Regions from separate parts of the Lactuca sativa genome. Here region 1 is linked to region 2. The links are chromatin contacts, called in public Hi-C maps. All regions are on one chromosome and are shown on one strand. The core of a region is the stretch at or near the end of the contact, and the rest is flanking DNA. Distances in the headings are between cores, read along the strand shown.

Evidence for each region. Hi-C and Micro-C count contacts between places; a contact is called where the count stands out from the background.
Region 1: a contact with region 2 is called in a Hi-C map of leaf, with 3 times the contacts expected there. The contact joins the promoter of LOC111907280 here to the promoter of LOC111907281 in region 2. A contact is called at or near these places in 2 of 4 Hi-C or Micro-C datasets (both in leaf).

The regions. Positions count from the first base shown.
Region 1 is chr5:342,017,157-342,019,856 of Lsat_Salinas_v11, reverse strand. It overlaps LOC111907280 (telomere repeat-binding protein 5), which reads left to right and starts at 1,338. Exons shown (of 10, transcript XM_023903059.3): 1 at 1,338-1,911.
Region 2 is chr5:341,882,029-341,884,978 of Lsat_Salinas_v11, reverse strand. LOC111907281 (scarecrow-like protein 14) reads left to right here and starts at 1,678. Exons shown (of 3, transcript XM_023903066.3): 1 at 1,678-1,911; 2 at 2,300-2,950. The coding sequence starts at 2,319.

The DNA of each region.
Region 1 (2,700 bases), core at 89-2,588, 140 kb before region 2:
GAGTTTCAGGTAAATAGGGTCGGGTTAGCCGGGTTAGTCGGGTTAATACACTAAACACTTAATTTAAACATAATATATATGTTTTTTTCAACAGTGCAATCTGATATAAACTTAAACCATTTTTTTTACTCTTTTCTTAACATAAAAAATGCATACAAATTGAAATAAATTAAAAATAAAAGTTCATGGACCTCATGGTTATTACAACATATGAGAAATCATGCATACCACAATAGCTAAAAAGAGTTCTTCCATTATAAATATTGAATAAATGAGCTTTCAATCTCTAGTTAACGATCAATATCATGTAGTTTATTCATGTTTATCGTTAGTTTAAAGTAAAAATAACTATCAAAATAAAATATTTACTTTCTCATCCGCTCCAGTACTTTTGAGATGTGGAGGTTTTGTATATTTTTTGACTCAACTTTACAAATGAGAGTTACTTGACCCTCGTATGTTTCTAGAGTCACAAAAATTTACATTTTCAAAGGGTTTGTAGTTTTTTTGTACTGTTCAAATAGAAAGCAGTGAAATATGTAAAAGTTGTGAATTCCTAACCGGATTATTCGGGTTGACCCGAAACCCAATTTTTTTTTTTGTAAAAATCAACCATAAACCCGACCCTAACTACAAATAAGGTTTGTCGGGCTAACCCGAATAACCTGATTTGAAATTCTAACCCTATTGAACCCGTCCCTAATTACCTTATTCGGGTTAGGGTCGGGTTCGGGTTTTTTTGGTACCCCTAGATATAATGGTAGATATCAAAACATTTTAGTAGTTGAATATGGTGATGAGTTGACACCCACCACTATAGTGATTAGTGATGAGTATAACCTTAGAAGAAAATATGGTGTAATTTTTATTTATCAACATAAATATATATTAATTTGTCCTCATAATAATACATTTCAAACTTTCACTCAATCACAATAATTAACTTGAAAAAGTAAACGGATATCACTATACACATGACAAAACTTAAAAGCTCTGGATTTTTTATTTTTTTATTAAGAATAAAGTTGAAAATATGATGTCCATAGAATAATATGGTCATAAATTTAAGCAAAATGGGTCAACATTAGTTTCTTTTTTTGGTAATAAAATTGGGCATAGAGTGGATTGTGGTAAGGCTTTTGTCTAAAAATAGAAATTTCAATTCAAATGGATGTCTGAAAGTGAAAATAACCGTGACAGTAAATTACAAAACCACCCTTGCTCCCTTCGTGACCCAACGTTTTTCTCGATCTCACTAATGCTCTCACAACCATAGGATTCTCTGTTCCTCTCCACGTGGCACCATCTGGCAGTATGTCGGAGGCTTGTGTGGGTCACCTTGTTGCGTAGAACCGGTCTTATAGGGGGTGTGTGTGTGTAACCTGCTCTCGCCGGTAACCACTTGGAGCCTTTTACCGATCCATTCGGTAACAAGGGTCAATGAGTATAAACAGCTGGGGGGTTTAAGGCCATCGTTGGGTGGTTTTCAGAGGGTTTTTGTTTTTGTTTTTGTTCTGGTTCATGTTCATGTTCTTTCGATCGTTATATTTCAAGGATTTGTAGAGAGAGAGAGAGAGAGAGAGAGAGAGAGAGAGAGAGAGAGAGAGAGAGAGAGAGAGAGAGAGAGAGAGAGAGAGAGAGAGAGAGCGAAATTGAAAGAAGAGATTTAATTTGGAAGAAGAGATTGCGTTTCAAACAACATTATGTGGCGATGAGAAGACTGATCAAGAAAAGGGAAGAGGAAAAATTCTTCCTTTTTTCTAATGGGTTCTGTTTGATCGATGAAAAGTTTGTGAATTTGGGTTTTACGGTTTGAATTCTCTGGGAATTTTCCGATCTTCCAGAATTTGTTGTCCGGAATCTGAAGAAAATGTTTGGTGAATTATTGGCAAAATCCCGGGGGTATTAAAGGTGTTTATTGAAACAGAACTTAAACTTTGATGAATTTCTTGACTTAAACTCAATCTTAATCGGTGAATGTGTTCTTATTATTCTCGATTTTTGATTCTGGTTGGTGCGATCTGACGTGTTATGTGTAGAATTTGTTTATTTTCGTTAGTAATTTCTGGTTATACGACGCGATCGATAAATTCTTCTTCTTTACTGATCATGGTGTTTGTTTCTTGATTGATTGATTTTTTTAATTATTCCATTTTTTTATTCTTTTTTTATTATTTTGAGTTTAAGACGATTTTTATGCAATTGTAAGTGTCGTTTATGTGTTCGTATAAATGTCTCTATGCTTCTATCTTCTTCAGGGTTTTGTAAGGGTTTTGAATTTCCTTATGCCCTTTTCGTTTCTGCAATTTTTAACTTCGGTTTCTTTTTTCAACACTCCTCTTAGAATTCTAATTTCACGAATTGAGAAATACTGTGGGGTTTTAGAGCTTTTATGGATATGAAATATTGAAATGTTATTCTTACAGAAATATTGGTGTGTTTTGGTTTTACTAATTTGATCCATTCACTTATGTAGTTGTTAATGCATATATGATTGATTTTAGATATTTGAATCCTTTTTTAATATGTTAAAAAAGTGCTTTCGATCATTCTTTTCATCTGATCTCAGGGATCTTGAATTCATTCATTAGAATAGGTTATTGTTACCTTTTCGGTTTCAAGAATCTTTAAATCTATACATGGGCCATTATAAATCGTTACCTTTTTTGTATCCAAGATCATGAAAAAGTTTCCCAATTT
Region 2 (2,950 bases), core at 429-2,928:
ACCCATATATTTAATTAGTCTTCTTTTGATCACTTAATTAATTCTAGATTAATTCTTGATCAATACTAATTAACTAATCTTATTAATATATTAGAACTTATAATATATTAATCAACCTTAAGTGTTATTTCTCTCATTATAGTCTATCCAAGTGCATGATGCCATGCAACCCAAATGGACCATGCCGGATCGGGTCAAGTCTTACCAATTATAGTTATGGACTTAGACATTAATCCAACATGTTATTGCTACATAACAATCAAAGGTAATTCTCTAAACCCTAATTTCAGTTTAGAATATGTTAGATCTAAGATTGTAAGTCTTGGATACATTGCATGTACAATAGAGAAATCTAATCCAAGCATTAGGGTTTGCATGAGCACATAGGATGTTCTTATAGCTAAAACCCATCAACACCAACATCTAGAAAATTCATCAAAGAAACAACTTGGGTGATTTATTCACTAAAACACTTCCTACATCCAAATGTGTAAAGATAGTGTGAAATATTAGTATGCAACACTTCAAGGAAATCAAGTGATGTGTCTATAGGGGGAGTTGGAAGCATATTACTTTTTCCTTAGCTAAGTTTTTTCCATAAGGTTTTCTTAGCAAAGTTTTTAACGAAATAATTATTTCCAATGTCTATTATTAATCATGTACCCTTTTTCATTAATAAGAGTTTTTTCCCATGAGATTTTACCTATAAAAGTTTTAACGACACATGATACAATCGTCATTCAAGGGGGAGTGTTATGAAATATTATTTAGTGAACGACCATTAGATTCCACATATTTTCTCATCTATATTCATCATTAGTGAACATTATAACAAACATTATTATGAATTTTACGAGTATAGCTGTCATAACATAATTTACTTTCATCATCTTTTATAAATATAAGACTGAACGGTATGGTGCTGATGAGACCACAATTCCACCTCATTAATGTTGACATTTTTGTCATTTTTGCTAGAAGCTAAAGTGTGGTGTTGGAAGACAAATATTGGCAAAAGATGGTAGAATGAGGAGAGTGAGAGAATGAATTTGAACGGCAAAAGAAGATAGAGAAATCAACAATAGTATGGCGCTAACATATTGCCGCCGACAAAAAAAGAATAAAATGTCGGTGTTTGTCGCAGACACTAGATGCCACGTCGGAATGATGACGACAAAAACGTCATGACATTGTTTAGCCTAAATAGTGAGTAATATGTATCGTAAATGTTTGTTTTTTTTATCACAAAGAATGAAATAAACTTCATGTCATCTCCAACTTTATTTTTTAATTTAGCTTTATATTTTATAATAGCATTTGCTTAGTTCATTGAAAGCATATATTCAGTGTTAGTTGGAATTTATTGCTTGTTTTGCTCTTACTTGCTAAAGTATTCCAAATTTTATAATATTCAGCCGTTCTAAATAAATCATTTAAAAAGCCGATTTGGGTAACAACTCACCAAGCTTGCTCAGGTTGTTTTTGTTAGTAATAGTATCCCAATAACCAAAGATACATTAACAACTTACATATAATTTAAAGAACCTTTAACAGATTTGTCTAGTTTAGCTAATTTTAATGTCATAAAATCCCGAGTTTATATTTATAATTTTTTTTTAAAGTAAAAATGCTACTTTTTAATAAATTAACCATAATCACTTTTTTTTTTTTTTATTTTTTTATTTTATGGTCAAAAGTTTGTTTGGTAAGATAAAGTGGCTCGATTTTTTTTTTAATAATGTTATCACTTGTTTTTTCTCGTCAACTAAGAAAGAGGAGGTCAAGTCAACAAAACCCACGAGGCCACGACTACAACCAAACACAACCACGATCGACTGCTGTAGCCGGTGTAGCCGACGTTCGAGTAAACTCACCTGCATTCTTGATTCTTCGTTGACACGGTTTATAAAGGTACACAACCAACTGCTCCCCATTTCACACCCCTTTCGTGGGAAAACTCTTTCTTCTTTGTTTCTCCAGATCTCATATTATCAGCCCTTCATCCAAACAACTGTTTCTATCTAGGTCTGTGATTTTTGCACTTAGTTCGCGTTAATTAGGTATTGATTCTTCTGTTTCTTATTACTAATTTTGACTGATTCGTTACTAATTAGATCCATCGCTGGATTTTAGGGTTTTTATGTCCTTTTTTATATACGGTCTTATATATGCGATGAGTTGCGTTGTTGAATTCGTACCGTTTTTCAGATGAACTATGCTTATTTCTGGTATATTGTTGTTTCTAGAAATTGTAGTTATAAACTTTGTCTAATTACTTTTTATTTATTTTATCCAGAAGTAGCGGAAACTAAGCATCGATGATTATGGAACCGCGGCATGATGAGTTCTCTGATTACATCAATAGTTTCTCTTTGGATGATGAGAGTATCCTGCCTATCTTTGGTCAGTCGCCAGGCCTTGCTAATGGATACCGATTCAGAGAAGAACCTTTAGATCTCAGCTTTTTAGAAGCTCCTAACAGGGAACCAAATTCTGGCCCCTATACTTCAGATTCCTCTTCACGCATGTCCACACAAGTAGACTCCCCCGATGACTTTTCAGATTGTGTTGTTAGGTACATAAACCAGATTCTCGTGGAAGAGGATATGGAGGCTAAACAGAGCATGTTTCATGACCCGTTAGCTCTACAAGCAACAGAGGAATCATTCTATGAAGCCCTTGTTGAGAAATACCCTCCTTCAAACGTTGAAATCCCCGAAGAGAACTTATTCAGTAGCGCAAGTGACTACAGTACAAACAGTAGCAACTCCAATGATTCTCAATGGCCTGGTGGTGATTCTCTTGAAGCCAAATCATCATCATTTCCACAAACACATTCTCTTGAATACCCTTTGTTGTCTTCGTTTGGCTCTACCACTAGCGTTACCAATGATGGTTTCAGCACATTGAATTCAATGGTAAACACACACATCATTGAAAACATATTCAC